Linked DNA regions of Pan troglodytes: region 2 is linked to region 1. Evidence: chromatin contacts called from public HiChIP or PLAC-seq data. All regions are on one chromosome and are shown on one strand. Each heading gives the region's core, a stretch centred on a gene start, on an enhancer-like site or on the middle of the called end of the contact. The rest is flanking DNA. Distances are from core to core; before and after follow the strand shown.

Region 1 (3,997 bases), core at 160-2,659:
CTTCAATAGCTGAGGACCTGACCCTGACGAGACACTAGGCAGCTCTCACAGGGACTCCCAGTTGCCCTAAGCCCAGCCCCAGCCAGGTTCTGTCCAAGCCTCCTCCTTCTGGAGGAAAGGGCTCCAGAGGCGGAGAAGGGGTCGTCCGTTCCCGGACCCAGGAGCTAAGGGTCCTAGAATCATCTTCCCCAACCCTCCTCTCTCCTCCCCACTCCTGGAGCGAGCTCGGGCTCGGGTTGGTCTGGACAGGTCCCTGCCTCCAACTAGCTGGAGAGGAGGGGTCCTGTCCCACCCTGAAGAGGTGGGGCCTGCCGGGAAGTGTAGGTGAGGGCGAGACAATTCTTGAGGAAAGACAGAGGACAGAGACAGGAAGAGACAGCAAAACAGAGACGACAGATGACAGATACAGGGAACCCAGAGATGAGAGGGAACCGGAGCCTGAACCGGACAGAGAGACCCGGGAGACCCAGACAGAGGGAAGTCCCCTAGACCAAGCCTGGCAGGGAGGGTGTGGGGCTGGCGCGGCGGCCGGGGGGGCCACCCTGGCGGGCACAGCCGGCGCCCCAGCTGGCGGGTCGGTCCCTGGGTCCGGAAACTCAAAGTCAGTTACGTAAGGGCCGGAGCGGGGCGCGGGGCTCCAGGCCCCGGAGCCCCCTCCGGCTGCGAGCCGCCAGCCCGCTCCAGCGCTGCTGCGGGCCCGGCAGGAGCATGCGGGGCCGGGCAAGGCGGGGCTAGGGGGCGGCCGGGGGCTGCGCCGACCTGCAGGGACTCTCCCGCGGACACCGAATGCAGGACCCCCGCCCCAGACAGCCAGGACCGGCCGGACCCGGACGTGTCTAGCTCCGGATCCGAGCTCCCGGACCCCCTCTCCAGACTCCCACGCCCCTCCCTGCACCCTGAACTTTAAGATGCCCAGACTCCTTTGGACCCCAAGTTCGGATTCTGGAATTCGGGACCGCTGGACCCCTCAGCCCTGGACCCTTCGACCCCGGTCTCGCCTCTCCCGGGACGGTCCGAGCCCTTGGGGGTAGGTTCTTCTGTCCCTCACCCCGTCCCTCCCGGGGACCGAGGGTCGCCCCCCAGGTGGTCCAGGCTCACCTGGGCTGGGTGCGGCGGGGACCGGGCCGACCGCGTTCTGGCTCCGCGCCGCTCTCGCCCTTTAAGAGGTTCCTGCCACTTTGCCCCGCCGGGGCCTCCACCTGCACTGACAGGGCAACTCCATCGTGAGGCCCCGCCCCGCCCGCTAGGCCCTCTGATTGGCGCAGGCAACTGCCGATCAGCGGGGCGGGGAGGGGGAGGCCCGGGCAGAGGAGTGCCAGAGTCGCAGTTGGGAAGGGGCGGGGGCTGCAGGTGTAGCCTCGTCCGGCGGGGACACTGAGCCGGGGGCTGCTTTGATAGACCCCAGAGGTCAGGGGAGGGAAGGGCAGGGAGTTCCTGGATTGACTGGTGTGACGTCATATGACAAAAGTGTGAAGCAATTTGACACGTGGTACTGCTCCTAAGGGTAATAGGTAGAGGGGTTGGTCAGAGGGGATCTAGGGAAGTGACCCTGAGGAGACTCACCTGGATCGCCTGTCCTACCACTTCGTCCGGCGTGACCCTGAACAAGTCACTTCTCTGGATCTGAATTTCGTCAACCATAAATCTTACAATGTTTTCCTGAGAATTAGCGATGTAAGTTAAATGTCAAGCATAGGTCTGGTACACAGTAGGCGTTCCGTAAAAGCGAGTTCTGGATCCTGTCGTGCCCGCCTTGCCACTCTTCTCAGTGACTTTTCCGCTCCTGATGGTCCACTCCATCAACGCTTCCATGGTCACTGGCCGAAGTCTCATCCCCTCCCTCCCATTTCAGGCCTAAGCTGGCTTACATATGCCCATGTCAGGAAGCTCACCACCCGGCAGAATGGCCTCTTTCATTTTAAAACTAACCCTGACACTTCAAAAGCTCTTCGTCACAGAATCATAGGATCATAGAATATTCCAGGCCAGAGCACCGTGGAAAACTAACCCTTTCTTTGGACAAATATGGCAAACTGAGGCTCGCTGAGGACAAAGGCCTTCCTCTGAATGTAGTGATCTTCCTACTAAATGGGGTAACTCGACTTCCTGTGTTCCAATCCCCAACGCTGCCACTTCCTAATTGAGTTACTTTGGGTGAGCTACTAACTCTCTCCAAGCCAGTTTCCTCCTCTGCAAAGTGGGGTTAATAAAAGTATTTTCCTCAAGGGTTGTGGCAAGAATTGAATGAAAGAATCCATGTCAAGTGCTAAGAACAGTGCCAGTCCCAGGGTAAGCATGCAATAAGCATTAGCATTTATTATAATTATTGATGTTATTGTTATATTGATACATAACTGAATTAAAAGTCATACATTGACTGACTCTCCCCCCCTCCAAATTCACTGAGGACTTCTCTGAATCAGGTCCTGTTTGAGGCTTCAGGGCCCTGGTTCCTGCCTTCAAGGAGCCCATAGTCTAGCAGAGGAGGGTCAGACTGAGCCCTTTGACTGGGGAGATGTTTTCTGATGGAGGGAGGTGGGCTCCAAGGGACTAGAGAAATGTTGGATCCTTCGACCAGAAATCAGGACACTTGAGACCCTTTCAGTCTCTATCCCTGTGAATCCCCTGGGGAAGCCTGGCGCGCGAGCACACACACACACACACACACACACACACACAGAGACAACCAGGCTCCCAAGCACATTGATGTACCTTTCACTTGCCTATATCACACCTGCCCACCAGACAGTATTGCCCAGGGGTTATGAGGTAGGGATTTGGAGGCAGGTGAGTCTGGGTTTTGGGCTTTGGGGCAAGGCACCCGCCCCCAACCCCGGGGTAAAATGAGATTAATAATAGTGCTAACTTTATATAGAGCTGTTGTGATGGTTAAATGAGAGTATGTGAAAATATATTTGCAAATAGTAATTAATCTAGTAGTATTTTTTAACTCCTCTCACGTGTACTCTTGCACCCAGGAGAGTGCAGGCTGTGAAATTTTTGATTTGGCCTCTGCAAACAGTGGCTCCTCCCCCAACCCCATCCCCACCCCTGACTCAATCAAAGGGCTAGGGAGAGGAAAACCCCAGCAGTCAGGTGGATGGGGTGATTCTAAAGAGCTGCTGTGGGCCCTGCCCCCTCCCTGCTGGGGCAGCCACGTGGCTCTAGCTCTGTTGGGCTGAGCTGCCTGTGGGTGACTCAGCAGTGCCAGTGCCTGCCCCAGCCTGATAAGTGTGTGTGTGTGTGTGTGTGTGTGTGTGGTGGCTAGGGAGGGCTCTGCGTTTCTGAATTTGTGCGTGGGGAGTGCATTTGGGAATATGCTTGTGATCCTGTATCTCCTGTTTCTGTGCATTTGTGTATGTGTATGTGTAGGGGGGTGTGTTTTGGTGCCTGTGAGGGTGTGCCCCTGTTTGTGAGTTTATATAGAGGGTGTGAATCTGTGTCTGTCTGTGTCCTATAAACAGGTTGTCCCCTGGGCCTCAGGCCCTGGGACCTAGAGAGCTCTGCCCCGTCCCACGGCCCCTCCACCCAGGCACCTGTGTGTGTGTTTCTCGTTGAGGTGACTTGTGCACTTGTGTGGGTGAAGGCCTTGTGTGGCTTTGTCAGTCACTGAAGCGGGAAAGCTGTCACTCCCTGGACTGCAGGCCCCCTGCCCCATGGCCTCTGCCAGTGACATCATAATCTTCGCCTCCATCCCCAGACTGCAGGGAGCACTTTGCTACCTGAGATGCCCCCGTCAGCAGTGACCTCTTGAAGAAGCCACTCACATTTAGCGATCCTGGTTCTTTTACAGGCATTTGCTCATTTTATCTTATTGAATCCTAACAGCCAAAAATGTTCTAAAGAGCTTCTGAGGCTCAGAGAGCTAAAGTGGCAACCCAAGGTCATACCACTCTTTTTTTTTTTTTTTTTTTTTTTTTTTGAGACGGAGTCCTGCTCTGTCGCCCAGGCTGGAGTGCAGTGGCATGATCTCAGTTCACTGCAACCTCTGCCTCCC
Region 2 (4,138 bases), core at 1,511-4,010, 370 kb after region 1:
TCCCTAGTGCTGGGACTACAGGCGCAAGCCACCACGCCTGGCTAACTGTTTGGTATTTTTAGTAAAGACGGGGTTTCACCATGTCGGCCAGGCTGGTCTTGAACTCCTGACCTCAGGTGATCTGCCCACCTTGGCCTCCCAAATTGCTGGGGTTACAGTCGTGAGCCACCGAGCCCGGCCTCTCTGGCTGTGTTTTCTTAACCAGGCAGTGAGTGTCTGGGCTGGGAATAAGGAGTTGGCTTTTGGCATCATGCTTCCCCACCCCGCCCCACCCAACACAGCTTCCAACTTCAAGGAGCATACAGTCTCTGGGAGAAGAGTGAGACAGTCACAGATAAGTCGGCTACAGAGTCAGCTTCCACCATCAGGCACTCCTGAATGCCCACAGCTGCCCTTTGAGGTGAGCAGACTCATCCCAGTTTTACAGCTAAGGGGAAGATGAGGCTCAGGGAAAGGTGACCCAGGTCACAGAGAGGTGGAATGAAATCCCAGTCTCATGACCATGCTCCACCAGAGCTGGAGCTGCCCTACCCCCACCTCACCTTCCTTATTTATTGAAGAAAGTGGGTAGGCACGCCAGTCTAGACAGTCTGCCCGGAGCCTGGTGCTCCTGCCCTGACCTCCAGTGACCTCACCACAGCCTCGATTTCTGTAAAAGGAGACAGAGCCCTCCCAGGCCACTGCAGCTGTGCCCTCCGTCCCCCACGCCAGGAGGAAGAACTTGCCTGCCAGACTGAGGCTGAAAAATCTCTTTGTGTGAAAGGTCCCCAGGAGGGAAGGGAGGAGAGGGCTCATGTGTCAACAGTATACATTTGGTGAGCTGCTGTTATGCCAGGCACACAGGTGGTATATTTCACACTAGGAGTTTCTCACCTGGGATCCCCGTTCTATACAACCTGTGCCTGGGCCTATGTGTTCATTTTTCCTGGGGGAAGGGACACACAACTTCACTGCTTTATGAAAATTATAGGATATTACTATTCGGGAGGCTGAGACAGGAGAATCGCTTGAACCCGGGAGGTGGAGGCTGCAGCGACCGAGAGCACGACACTATACTCCAGCCTGGGCAATAGACCAAGATTCTGTATCAGAAAAAAAAAAAAAAAAAATTGGCCGGGTGCGGTGGCTCACACCTGTAATTCCAGCACTTTGGGAGGCCGAGGCAGGTGGATCATCTGAGGTCAGGAGTTCAAGACCAGCCTGGCCAACATGGTGAAACCCCATCTCTACTAAAAAAAAAAAAAAAAAAAAAATACAAAAATTAGCCGGGCCTGGTGGTGTGTTCCTGTAGTCTCAGCTGCTCAGCAGGCTGAGGCAGAATTGCTTGAACCTAGGAGGTGGAGGTTGCAGTGAGCTGAGATCGCGCCACTGCACTCCAGCCTGGGTAATAAGAGTGGAAACTCCGTCTCAAAAAAAAAAAAAATTATATCCTCACCACATGCCCCCTACCATTGCTTTACAGATAAGGAAACCAATGCTCTGGGGGACTGGGTGGGTTGCCCAAGGGCATCTGATGAGAAAGTTGTAAAGATGAACAGAACAGGATTCCTGCTCTTGGGATGTCTTTGAAACAGGAGCCTCGTGAACTCCTAATTCATCTGTCCAGGTTTCACTCTGATACCCTTCTTGGGGGAAATCTTCCCTGCCTCCTCCACCCCGCAGAGTTCCTTAGTCTTGCACACAAGACGCTTCGTGACCCAGCCCCTGCTGTATCATCTTGTTACTCTCCTCTTCCAGTCACCTCAAGACCTGTGGTATCCCTGACCACAATACCTATACCTTCATGCCGTTGCATGTGCAATCCCTCTGCCTGTATCACCCTAATCCCACTACCCTCAGACTGCCTGAAAAACTCTGTTCCTTCAAAACCCCATTCAAGAGTCACTTCACCTGGAAAGCCATCCCTGAGCCTCCTCGGCAGGGTGGGGGATCCCCCTGAGGGCTCCCCGTAACACCCCACACACTCAACTTCTGCTAGGGCACACAAGTCACACGTGGTCGAAGTTAGGTCAATATGTGACGTATGAATGACTTGCCAGTAGCGTCCGTCGCCTGGGTTCAAGGGCATAGTTCGCTAATGACACGGGCCTGCTCTTCTCACTACTGTCCCCCAGCCCCGCAAGAGAGGGACGCAATAAATGGCCAGCAAATAATCTGCTGACAGACTGAGCTGCTGCGGAGTTCAAGACACACGGCTCCCAAAGGTCCACAGCGGGAGACCCTCGAGCTCCTACGACCCACCCTCTCCCGGGCAGGGCTCCCTCCCCGATCTGCAAACCGCCTTCTCCAAGCGCATGCCGGACAAAACCATCCTCCTCGCGGCAGAGACCCATCCCCCGCCCGGGCGGCCGCGCGCACCCGGCCCGCCGCGCTCGCGCAGTTTGAATCTCCCGCCTGCGCGGGCGCCGCGGTGCGGGCGTGAGAGGCGCGGCGGCGGAGGGGCCGCGCGGCCCTAGCTCCAGCGAGGCGGCGCCCTGCCGCCGCTGGAGCGCCCCGCGGGGCCGGGGAATCGCGAGCCCGCACCGCGCCTTCCTGCCTCCGGGCTTCACGTGGGGCCAGCGCCGCGCGACACGGGCGAGAGCGGGCAGCGACCTAGGCCCGCGTGGACCGGCCCGTGCTCCGGATGTGGCCGCTCCGCTTACCGCCCTCTGCCCGGACCCTCCGCGCGTCCCAGGCGAGACCTACCTTGGTGCACGTCGGCCACAAGGAACTCCGGCGCTCCCCGCCGGGCCGCGAACTGCCCCAGAGCATGCGCTCTGCAGGCCTCTGGCCCCGACCCGGGTGAGAAAGGAAAACAAAGAGCCCGGCGGCCCCTGGCGGCCATCCCAGGATCTGCATGTGGCGCGCTCCCGGGCTGGGGGAGCCCTTGGCCAGGCTGGCTCCCCTGGCCCGGTTCCAGTGGGCGTGTATTTTGGAAACCCCAAATCGGGACACGTGGACTAACAACCAGAAAGACTCCTTGAGTTCGGTCTGTTTAGGAAAATCTTGTGCGGTAGGGTCTGTACGGAGAAAAAAGATACTCATCTTCCCTACCCTCAAGAGGGCATGGAGAAGGTTGAAAAATCAGACTACCAACAACCACACAACGCTATGACAGGGATACCCAGAGGGGCATCTGACTCAGTCCGGGGCTTAAGAACAGCTTTCCAAGTTAAGTCTAGGGGGGCAGGACATCCTAGGAGAAGCGACGTTTGCAATGACAGGGAACCACGAGAACCCAGGGAGGTTGTGGGAAACTGCCAAGTAGATGGGAGTAGAGGGTGCCTGTGGGAGTGACAGATCATGGATACAGGGTCTTGTGTGTCTAAGGGGTCCAGCCTCTATCCTGAGGCAGTAGGGATATATGGGAATTTGGGCACGGGAATGGCATGATCAGATTTTTTTCCCCGTGAGTTAACATCAGATGGGTATGTGCCCATGTCTTAACAAGGTTTGAGGGAGGCACATCTCATATGCGTGTGAACACCCAGTCATCTTCTTATGAGCTACAAGAACATCCTAATATGATCAGATCTTATAGAACAAAATAGAGAATGGACTTGGGGAAAACGGGAGCCAAGTGGGGAGGAGCAAGAGGAATGAGAGAGACCAGATAAAATAGAAGGGTGTGAGTTGGGGTTGGGTTAGAGATGGAAAACAGGTACCAAGAAAAGACTGTCTCTTGTTAACACACCCATTCTTCAGGATGGATACAAACAGTTCTTCAGGATTTCAGGTGTTCCCTGAAACCCTTGCAAAGGACGTTTTCTCGATTTCATGTTGATTCAGACTCTGAGTCATTCTACGGCACCCAAAGTCTAGATGGACACTTTTGATGAGTTCTTACCAACTGAACTGAACTTTTTTTTTTTTTGAGACCGAGTCTTGCTCTTGTCACCCGGGCTGGAGTGCAATGGTGAGATCTCGGCTCACTGCAACCTCTGCCGCCCAGGTTCAAGCGATTCTCCTGCCTCAGCCTCCCAAATAGCTGGGATTACAGGTGCCTGCCACAAAGCCTGGCTAATTTTCGTATTTTTAGTAGAGACTGGGTTTCGCCATGTTGGCCAGGCTGAATTTCTTATATGCAGAGCCTGCCACAAAGCACTTCCCCGTCTTCAGGGTTTCTTACCTCTCCAAGTTTACCTCTGCCTCCATCATG

What was found. HiChIP or PLAC-seq counts read pairs in DNA pulled down with a chosen protein or histone mark.
Region 2: a contact with region 1 is called in an H3K4me3 HiChIP or PLAC-seq map of stem cell-derived excitatory neurons, with 6 times the contacts expected there. The contact joins the promoter of RCC1 here to the promoter of EPB41 in region 1. A contact is called at or near these places in 1 of 7 Hi-C or Micro-C datasets (stem cell-derived neural progenitor cells) and 1 of 1 datasets of contacts at active chromatin or transcription factors (stem cell-derived excitatory neurons).

What each region holds. Positions count from the first base shown.
Region 1 is chr1:202,093,180-202,097,176 of NHGRI_mPanTro3-v2.0_pri, forward strand. It overlaps EPB41 (erythrocyte membrane protein band 4.1), which reads right to left and starts at 1,410. Exons shown (of 21, transcript XM_063783718.1): 1 at 1,099-1,410.
Region 2 is chr1:202,464,188-202,468,325 of NHGRI_mPanTro3-v2.0_pri, forward strand. RCC1 (regulator of chromosome condensation 1) reads right to left here and starts at 2,761. Exons shown (of 10, transcript NM_001205205.3): 1 at 2,686-2,761. LOC112207533 (small nucleolar RNA U13) reads right to left here and starts at 3,497; the gene lies at 3,398-3,497.